Regions from separate parts of the Zea mays genome. Here region 2 is linked to region 1. Evidence: chromatin contacts called from public Hi-C data. All regions are on one chromosome and are shown on one strand. Each heading gives the region's core, a stretch centred on a gene start, on an enhancer-like site or on the middle of the called end of the contact. The rest is flanking DNA. Distances are from core to core; before and after follow the strand shown. Region 1 holds the start of LOC103631701 (transcription factor MYB2). Region 2 holds the start of LOC100272349.

Region 1 (5,639 bases), core at 99-2,598:
CAGTAGCATTCCGCCGTGCTCTGCTGGCTGTCCAACATCGCCATCACGGCCTGGTGATCAGGCTCCGGCGGGCTTTGCTGCTCCAGCTGCTGTTGTTTCACCACCAGCTGCTGACTCTGCTGCTGGAGGAGCAGCTGCTGTTGTTGCTGCTCCTGCTGCAGGAGCTGCAGGCTCTGGAGGTACTGTCGGCGCTCCTCCTCCTGCTGCTGCTGGTACTGGTGCAGCAGCTGTGCCCGGGCGCGCCGCGACGGCCGGGCCTTCTTGAAGTGCGTCCGCCAGTAGTTCTTGATCTCGTTGTCCGTCCTCCCTGGCAGGCACCGCGCGATCGCCGACCACCTGCACGCGCGCGTCACGACGACGACACCGGTTCAGTTTCCAGCAAGGTTAGGCGCCGCCCACCAACGCAGAACCAGAACGCACACATTGATGTGATGAAAAAGATCGACCACCAACAGTGCCGGGAGAGGAATCTAATCCGCTACAGTGTGCTCCACACTCTAGGCTCTATCTAGTTCGCACATGTACATGCATCTCACATCATTGTATTACTGACTGGTGCATGTGTGTATACTGTATAGTATTCATCAATCATCATTGTGTACGTCGTCGCATGCGTACGTGTACGTACCTGTTGCCGAGCATGGCGTGCAGCTGGAGGATGACGGTCTCCTCGTCCGGGGTGATCTTCCCCCGCTTGAGGTCCGGCCGGAGGTAGTTCACCCACCGCAGCCGGCAGCTCTTCCCGCTCCGGCGCAGCCCTGCCGTGCCATGCCATCATCACCGATCGTCAGCAGCAACGCCGGCGCGGCGGCGAACACACACTCAAGAACCAACACACACTCAAGTACTTGCCATGTCATGCATCAGGATCACACATAAAATACATACCTGTGAGCTTGGCGACGGAGTTCCAGCTGCCCTCGCCGTGCTGCTGCACGTACTCGGTGAGCAGCCTGTCCTCCAGCGCCGTCCACGGGCCCTTCCTCCAGCCCTCCTGCAGCAGCAGGCTGCTGATCGCGTCCATGCCACCGCCGCCTTATTAGTTAAATATATATTGCCAAGCTAGCTAATCCACTGAAAACTAGCTATTAATTACAGGCTGATGAATATATTTATCTGATGATGACTTCAGCTACAGCTAGCCCTGGCTAGCTACGACTAGTAACGAGCTCTGTCTATATATTTTCTATCTCCAGGAGTATGGAACGCTGGGCTCTCTGGTTCCCGGCTTGTATGACAGGCAGGCTAGAATCTGGGCGGCCATTGCTCGCCATTTATACGAGGTCGCAAGTTGGGGCTTGGGAGCTGCGGAGCGGAGGCGATGGACGTCACGTCGTTTTCGCGGGCAGAGTAACAATTCCACTCCCACTTGGCTAAGCTTCATTAGGGTATTATTATATTCTTTCGCCTGGAAAAGAGCTAGCTCTCCCCTACTAGAATGTTGTGTGGTGATGATGCAATGCAATACGCGCGAGATGCAGCGAGTGAGCTAGTCTTGCTGAAAAGCATCTTTAGCGTGTTGCCTCATCTACCAGCTAGCTAGCTTATTATTCTATGGCAAAAAAATCCTGATCAATCATGCATTTTACTATCCTTTTTTTTGCTGAAAAAAGATCACCTTCCCTGAGATCGAGTATAATAATAGACTGTAAATAGTTTGTATGCTAAGATGAAGAAGAGAAGAAGTAAAATAAATTTGTATCAAAAAGAACTAAAAAAACTTTGTGAAGATAATAAACAAAATACTATATAAATACACTGAAAGATAGACTCTAAAAAACCTTGCAACAAACGGCAGATTGTATTATTAGTCTTGGTTATCTACACGAAAAGGTCTCTAGCGTAATGGTTAAGAATTCCTAGTAGCACCTTAGGTTTTGGATTCGATCTCCCTCAAGGGCGAATTCATCGGTGTTCGAGGGTTTTCTAGGTCAGAACCATGGTCTCTTCTTAATATAATAATATTAAAGGGAGGGTCCGGCAGAGTGTTTTTTAGTCTTGGTTATCTACAAGTCAGAATATATATGTAGCCTTTCTCGTGTACAATGAATGTCGCTGTATAAACTATGGGTAGAGCGTATATTTAGATATGGTGTTGCTGGTGGCTGTATATACTAGTTAAGTGATGGAATGGAACCCATCAGCTAGCTGGTTTGTAAAGTACTAGTAGTATATCCTGGGTGTGCAAGTCCCTGGACAGTGGGCCCCGTGCAGAAGAAGCAAATGATCTGCCAGAAGCTGATCGAGGGAACGCAGGGTACGTACTTAATTTAATCGTTATGAGATTGCCTGTCCTGTCCCTGTTCCTGAATCACTCGCTGGATGATTACCAATTTCCAGGTGCACGCATGCTGAAGCAATGCAAGCTGATGATCGTCGGTGTCCAAACACACTGCGAAGACTGGGGACTGAGCCACACCACTGAAAGTCTGAAACTGAAGGGTCAAATTAAACGAAAAGTCAAGTCGTCGCTACTCGCTAGTAGACATGAACATGATTGCAAGTGGAGTGGACGATCTCTCTTTTCCACCAACACGTAGGATCGTCAGGAGTTGAAGCGGTTAAAGTCGTGTAAGCATGCATGATCTCCGACGGCCGATGCTAACGTTTGCTACTACTACTAGTGGTAAATACTCACCCGTTTAGGTCAACTGAAAACGGGTAATTACCGGCAACCGAAAGTGTCCTAACTACTCCTATATAACCGCGTTGTTAGACTTACAGAGCTAGCTCTAGCTAGTAGCTCAGCCTGTTCCGTCCAGAGTAGACTTCGGGTCATGAACAGCTCCAGTATATGATTAACTAACTAAAGTCAATGAGCTATAGGGACACACAGTCTAGTCCATATACTGTATTAAGAAGTAGCTAGGAGGTCGAACTATTGAAAACGACCTGCAGCTTGTTGACAGGGCCTTGATTTTGACAAGAAGCTGCTCAACATCGTCTGTGTGTCGTGTTTATTGTACAGTGTAGACCATTTTCAGCCAAGCTATCGTCTTTCGCTCGTATTCGTATATACTCGATCTCTCAAAGAAAGGAGAAGCTTCTCGTTTCATTTGACGATAACACATGACCGCACTACTCGTAGAGACATCGATGGTGTGGTCTCCAGCATTACGTCTTGGCCAATAATAACTTGAGAAAGTATTGTTTTAGAATAAAGTTGAGTCGGGAGCGATATTCTTTGACCTCCGAAGAGCATACAGCTCTAGATAGCTTTGGCTTTAGGGCGTGTTTGGTTTGTAGGGACTAATGTTTAGTCCCTTCATTTTATTCCTTTTTAGTGTATAAATTGTTAAATATAGAAACTAAAATAAAGTTTTAGTTTCTATATTTAGCAATTTTTGAACTAAAATGGAATAAAATATAGGGACTAAACATTAGTCCCTAGAAACCAAACACCTCCTTAGTCAAACCGTTTCAAGTTATTGCTATGGAATGGTGGTCCTCAATGCTATGATCGCCGACGCAGACTGGAGGCTTATCTTTTCGGCGTTGCCAGATCCAGTGATTCAGCATCGAGCGTCCTTTATGGGCGCGTGTTGGGGCTAGTTACAAACGTCGACAAATGTCTAGCGTCTACGATCAGATGTGCAGACGACGATCTGGCGCGAGTGCAGGCGGCGCCAGGTCATTCCTTTCCCCTCTAAATACCTAGAGGTGCCGTTGTCCATCCACAACTAGAGCAGCACGAAATGCTCTCGCTTCGTAGTCAGCTCCGCTCAGATTGAATCGATTTGTTTGATTTTTTTTACGAGCTGAGCTGACATTCTAGCTCGGTTCATTAACGAGCAGACTCGGTTTGTTAACGAGCTAGCTCGTGAGCTAAACGAGCTATCACATTTCAGTAAAACAAAACTATATACATTTCATTTATGTAACAATTGATGAACATGTCTCATCCTTGTCTCTGCGTGAGAAATTTGTTCCCGTGGTGATCCGTCTCCATTATAAAATATAATATTTGGAGGCAAATACAAATTAATTGTACCAAATTAATATAAATTGAACAAGCAGAATTTCAAATTATATAAGAGATCTACTTTAGAGTTCAATGTCCTATTTGTATACTATATATATTTCAAGTTCTTAGTATAATTTTAAGATGCCAATCGACTAATTTAAAGAAAGGGAATTCGTGGGGAGGGTACATGAGTGTGGAATGCTTCTCTGTCCCCGTCTTTGCTAACTCGACACGGACCAATTTTTTCCAATTTTAATTTCTATGGACATCAAATTAATCTTATTTTTCAATTCCTAATAAGAGAATTTACCGTGAGGAGCAACCTCTGATCCATGAGCAAAACACATGCAATGATGAATTTTGCCTAATTTTTCTCTTTTGATAGCGATAGTGTTGAGTTCAACTTAAAAAAATTATCCTCTATAGCACGTTCGTATATCACGACCTTGATATATATACTTTTTTTCTGGTTTTATTCTTTTGACATCATGACATACACAAATAGATGTCTAATTAATACAAAGAGAAAAGCTATCGCGGTTGCACAACACCAAAAAAGTTTCAAGTATCCATCATGTTCCTCAGAGTTCATTGTGATCGATCAGTTCATTTTCATAGAAACTCTGATCATCACCGAAGAAGAGTTATAGCTGATATATATATGGGATTAGAGCCATACGCGAGCTAGGGATGGATCGCCCCTCTTCGTCGAATAGTAGTCATGAAAGGCAACAAGGTCACCATGCCTTGCCCTGGTCATCATATATCGTGCAGAGAGGGCACTGCGAAGTTATGATTCACTTATATTATATTTCGTGAACCAAACAATACCTAATAATAAGCTAATACCTAATAATAAGCTAGCTGATTCAGTGGCAAGTATATATATGCATGCTAGCCAGCTGAGGTGCCACGTAGCGCAGGTTACGGCTAGGTTCTCTGGAACATCATGTGCAGAAGATATGCGAGCGATCAGCACGTACAGCACAGCTAGCACATCAACCAATCCTTGCGATCCGGACCAAATCTATCGTACATGCATGCATGCACCCCATTGTGCTGGCTGCTGGCGGCTCGCTGCTCCATGCGCATCAGGCCGGCCACGACAGCGTCAAGATGATCAGATAGACGTCCGTAGCGCGAAAAAGGGCCTCTCCCCAGACAGTGGAATATGGCCTCGAAAAAGGACCCGATTAATAAACAAACAAATTAAAGAGAGAGCTAAAGCTAGCGATGGTGTCCGTGACGAATATGGAGGCGGCGACCGGCCGGTAGCTAGTGGTTGCAGCTCTAGGTCCATCGTCGCAGTGTGTTTATTAGGCATCTGCTGGCGCTGGCGATGGTGGTGTCGTCCAGCAAAACACGGCATCCGCTCGCTTTAGCGGAATAAGAAATGGCGCGCTGGTACAGGCTACTGCTCGTTGTGCGCGTCCGCATCCCCCCGAAAGCATGCGGGAGGCGGGCGAGGTGGAGCACTGCAGGACGCGAACGCGAAGATGAAAGGGGCCGGATCGGAGCAGCGACGTCTGAACTGGACGACGAACTCTGGACCGATCGGGTGGTCGGTCGAAACTGGACTAAAAAGCGTGTTCAACTCCTTTCGACGATGCTATGCTACTACTGTTGTCGATGCTACTACCTGGCCGCGGATCACAGGCGGAGCCCAGGCCTAACT
Region 2 (5,389 bases), core at 1,363-3,862, 150 kb after region 1:
CCGGTTAAGCAGGAGAATTGTGTTAGGCTTGGGGAACCAACATTAAACCTAGCCATTCTAATGGAGATAATGGAGTGTTTTGAATAATAAAAAAATATCTTCTGTGTTCTAAGCATGAAAAGAACATAGCGACAAGCAGGCTTATTCTTTTGTTATTTCCAAACAATCTCCTTCAACACATGATTCCAAATGTTACACAAACATACACAACCAAAAGATGGATAAATATTTTCTAAAATCATAAAGTTTCAACAATACTAATATCAAGATCTCAAGAAGTACATAAGAAATTCAACCTGTGCAAGGTCACCGAAGGCATAGTCCCGAAAAAGAACACGGCCACCATGCTGATACAGAAGACAGTATTCAGTTTACAACTAGGCCATTATGACAACTTCTGAGAAGTAAAAGGTGATCTATTGGTTTGGAGTCCTTACTTTTAAGACACTTCTAACATTCTCCAGAACTATAGGCATTTTATCTGGTGCAACTGCAGAGAGCATAAAGATCTACTTAATATGTTAGTTGTTACACTAGCAAAGAAATGTCAACTATAAGTCAAAAGATGCCACACATCTTTTATTAATCAACACATAATCAGATATAGCATGTTACCATCGTTACAATGTCAGCAGAAGAAGGTTCCACATTCTCGGTTAGTTGTTCTGATGCAATATCACAAACAAATGCATTTATCCGGTCAGCTTTGAAGTCCTTGTGTTTCTGCATATACCATTGAAATAACATCAAGCCAAAACAAGACTACGCACACTTACACATTTTAGCTCTTACTGGGAATTAGATAAACAACTACCTTGACCAAATTGACAGCTCGTGGAGAAAAATCGCAGGCGTGGACAAAAATATCTGGGTATGTAGAAAGCAATGGATAGATTGTGTTCCCAGCTCCACAACCAACCTATACATTGAACTTCACAAGAATCATACTTATGAAAACAAGAAATCACTACAAGATTTGCAAGACGCGGTCATGTAATAACGATATATGTAGTGTAAAACTGATTACAAAAACAAAATGGCATAGGTTCTGCGCTGATTTGAGCGTGGATTCCCTTAACGATACAGATACTAATCCAAATTTTATACCAAGGAGTGCTCATATTCAAATTTTATTTATTGTTACGATGGTAGTAAAATTTATGCACAGTTTGATTGTCTGCTACAGCCATACAACAGCAGTCACAGAAAACAACCTTACAGGATCATTGACATTACCAACAAAGCAAGGATACAACATACCTCTAAAACTTGCGCTAAGGGACATGTTCACGAAATAAAAAAGATACAACATACCTCTAGAACCACCTTCTTTTCTCCATCTCGTCCCTATGTTCATCAGATATCAGATTAACATTAGCTTCATGTATGTACATTACTACATTATGGCAATATTGGGTGGTTGCTGTTTCTTAATGTTTACCTTAAAGTATTTCCCCCATTCTTTATCCAGGTAGTGTCGATCCTTGAAGAACTACCGAAGTACAAGAACACAAATCAAATGCATGACAAAACAGATCTAAACAAGGACAAGTTTATGACGCGATAAAATGCTTGAAGTAGAAAATGAGACCATCGATAGCAAGCGAAACATGGTTCAAAGTTTCACAGGATTGTTCTATATCACCATAAGTCCATGATTCAGTGGGGACTTAGCAGTTTCAGGGAGTATGGCATTAAGCATAGCTAGAAAGTAAATATTAGCCATTAAATTGGTAACTATTAACACATAAATTTTTAGATAGGGATTAAACCCAAGTCTTAGAATAACCAAGACCAGCAGACTGTTTGCAGTATTCGGTGCTGGTGCACACCACCACTCATTGTTTGGGCTTCTGACCAGGAACTCAACACACCAGAGAAATAAAAACTACTAAGTCTTCAACTTCTACATACCACCTGACAGACCAAACCTTTCCAGATTCACCCATCTTCCAGAACTAGTAGCTTCTTCTCAGGACGTCTCGAGACTGACAAGTGGCACCAGTGGCACTCGGCAAACGAAAGACAAAGGTATTTATTTAGTATAAATAGGTCATGCATCCTTGCATCAAACTTTGTTCAGGGCTCAGACCTTTACTATAGCACCATATGCTACCTCGTAACGTTGCCCATATATAAACTGAACAAAAGAGTGAGGCTGCCCTCCTCGACTAATGCTTCCTAACAACTTATCCCGCACGATAAGAATATAGATTCGAAATTCAACTACTCTACTTCTCATTCTCAAGCTAAATCTGTATTATCTACTTTAAGCGAGCGAGAAACAAGGACAACAGAGTAACCTTGTCCTCGTGGCGCCTGTAGAAGATGTCCCAGTACCTCCTCGCGTCCCTCTCATACTTCTCTGCATCAAAAGAAGGCTTGTAACAGAGCATAAGGAACCCCCTACTGCCGCAACATTTGAGTTGCGTAGTCAACCTTTCCAGAACGGAGTGACGAGCCTTCCGGAGCTGGTTGAGGAGGAGGAGATCCGCGCGGTGGCAGGTTGCTGTTGTTGCTGATGCTCGCCGGCGACCATGGTGCTCGAATCGGCGGTAGGTTGCGGCATGGTGGCGGCGGTCTGGCGGATGTTCAGATGGACCCCGACGCGAGCCCTCCGCGACGACGCAAGTCTGCTGATGGTGGACCGGAAATTGGACGAGAACGAGAACGGGGCCATCCAGGATCCAGCCGTCAGGCTGCCCAACTAGCTAGGCCCACGGCCCAACGGCATCAAAATAAATGGGATACGATTGTGTTTTTTTTATTATGTTTGGTACTAGCCCACTTCATGTTTTTGCCAAAAGATTTCAACTCTAACAACGCTGCTCAAAAAACGTGGAGTTAAGGCTAAACTCTGTTGAGAACTAAGTTACCACGGATCACTAGATCTGCTTCCTTCTCTCCTGTCAGCAGTAGAGGCGCAAGGAGCTTTAGAGTACTCGTCTCCCTTCTCATAAGCACGACAGAGGAAACACACGAGACACGATGTAGGGTTGGGCATCTGGCCTATTTCTCTTCTGTATTCCATATGAGGGGGTACATGTTCTATATATAGAGACGTGATAGCCCCAGGGGCATATTCGGTATTTGTCCATATAACCCTTCATTAAGGTTTCTCAACACTCCCCCTTGCGTGAATACCGCGACCAGCACATGCCTAATTAAAACTCCCAAAAAACCCATTGGGAAAATACGGAGAAAGAGCGCATGGTGACGTATATTGCATTTACACTTTGTTGCCTCGTTAAAAACCTCATGTGAGCAACTTCAGGAAAACACACCAAGGAAAAAGAGTACAACAACTGTCATCAGGACAAATTTCGATCTTCTGGATAAGGATTCCATCGAATCTTCTACAAGGGCTAAATTTAGAAATGTGCTCCCACTGATCCTTGCAAAACCTTATCAATATGGCACAACATCTTCTTCTGCAAGCATACGCACATAGAGATTTAGCAAACGGATTGCATATCCTTGCAAATATTATTTCAGAAACTTCACCTCAACTCACTTCTAGGATACACGAGGTAAGTGCATGTATCAACGTAAATAAGCCCCTTTGACTGGTGGTGTTTGATCCACTGGATCTACATATCTGATAGAAACTTCTATAAAGCTTCACACATTGATTATCAAGTTGATGCCTCCAGGGCATACTGATATGACATTCAGTATCTCTCAATTGCGATCAATATTAAGCATTCGCTTCCCTGACGATGACATTTGTCAAAGTCTTTATACCTCGCAACTCAAACACATCCTTCAAGATATGTGTCTCATTGTTCATCTGGAATAATAAGGGTGGATGAGGCTAGGGAGCTACACCTTTCATTCTATCATACACCACAATGTATACATAATTGTGCAAAGCAAATAACTTGTCCTTCCATAGGACTTAGTAGATATTATAGTTGTAATAGTACATATTTTATATATGACTCATCGCTCCACGCGTTCATTCATTACAACTTCTATGATGGTGTAATAGAAGTCCATCAAAGATCGTAATCCATCAGGGATTTTTCATCGATCAGATATATCGTTATAGTCTATCATTCTGACATAATGGGGATATTTTGCCAGTAACACCTAAAACTTATAGGTTTCTGCCATCGGGGCTTTAGAGGATACAGTAATTCCACATCTAGTGGAAAATACCATGAGTAAATATCGTGAAATACACATGTGCTTATTCGGTGAACTTCAAGTCCTTTGGTACCTCATCTTATTCCTTTTCGGGTCTGTATGGGTCTTTATCCCTTTATAGGGATTATCAAACTTTGGTGTTTAACACAGACTTTATTTCTTCTAGAAAGGTTCCACCAAGGAGCTATAATCTCATCTAAGAGATATTCTCTCTACATAGAAGAGTGTTCATTCGTTAGGAATGTATTATTTGGTACGAGATTTATATGTTGCATATTTATAATTCAAATATATGAGTCCTCCTAGGGTCTCATGACGGATCTTCAGAATCCTTTTAACTGCATATTTTAATTCATGTCATTTGCCAGATATATTACATAGCGGAACAATGTTTATTCAACACATATGTGGGATGGGTCTCCCACAAGTCCACTTGAACCATCACATTCACCACACATTATTTCAATAGTGCCCATAAATGTCTGAACTTCAAGCTCGTGACTTTCATTTTGCAAATATTGGTTCAGCCTTGATTGCATTTTGAAAGGGAAATAGGGTTAACCTTTTCCTAATATTAATTTTGGTGGTTGAATGCCCAACACAAATAATGGACTAACTAGTTTGCTCTAGAATACATGTTCTACAGGTGCATAAAGGTTCGGCACAAACCAATAAAGGATTGAAGATAGGGTTCAAATACAAAGGAGCAAGAAACCGAGTGTGCCCTAGCCTGGCGCACCAGACTGTCCGGTGTGCCACCGGACAGTGTCTGGTGCACCAGGACTGTACAATCCCAAAACAGCCACTCTCGGGATTTAACCAGCGAGCTCCGCTATAATTCACCGGACTGTCCGGTGCACCAGCGGAGTAACGACTATCCAGCTCAACGGTCGACTGCAACAGACACCCTGCAACGCTACAATGCGCGAACAGTGCGCGCAGAAGTCAGAGCAGTCGTCAGAGGCGCACCGGACAGTGAACAGTGTCTGTCTGGTGCGGCACCGGACTGTCCGGTGTCACTAGAATACAAAGTCTCCAACGGTCGACAGCTCTCGAACCCTAACGGTTGGGTGACGTGGCTGGCGCACCGGACAGTGCGCCCATCGATAGCAGCTACCCCAACGGCTTGTTGGTGGTTGAGGGCTATAAATACCCCAACCACCACCACTCCAAGCATCCAAGTTTTCTGAGTTTCTCATTCAATACAAGAGCTAGTGCATTCACTACTAGACACAAATCA

What was found. Hi-C and Micro-C count contacts between places; a contact is called where the count stands out from the background.
Region 2: a Hi-C map of leaf shows a contact between it and region 1, with 4 times the contacts expected there. The contact joins the promoter of LOC100272349 here to the promoter of LOC103631701 in region 1. A contact is called at or near these places in 5 of 25 Hi-C or Micro-C datasets (bundle sheath, ear, leaf and 1 more).

Annotation. Positions count from the first base shown.
Region 1 is chr1:9,192,563-9,198,201 of Zm-B73-REFERENCE-NAM-5.0, forward strand. It overlaps LOC103631701 (transcription factor MYB2), which reads right to left and starts at 1,349. Exons shown (of 3, transcript XM_008652716.2): 1 at 889-1,349; 2 at 629-758; 3 at 1-336. The coding sequence starts at 1,024.
Region 2 is chr1:9,344,493-9,349,881 of Zm-B73-REFERENCE-NAM-5.0, forward strand. It overlaps LOC100272349, which reads right to left and starts at 2,613. Exons shown (of 12, transcript NM_001146832.1): 1 at 2,440-2,613; 2 at 2,304-2,365; 3 at 1,442-1,492; 4 at 1,315-1,347; 5 at 815-919; 6 at 616-723; 7 at 438-509; 8 at 297-347. The coding sequence starts at 2,569.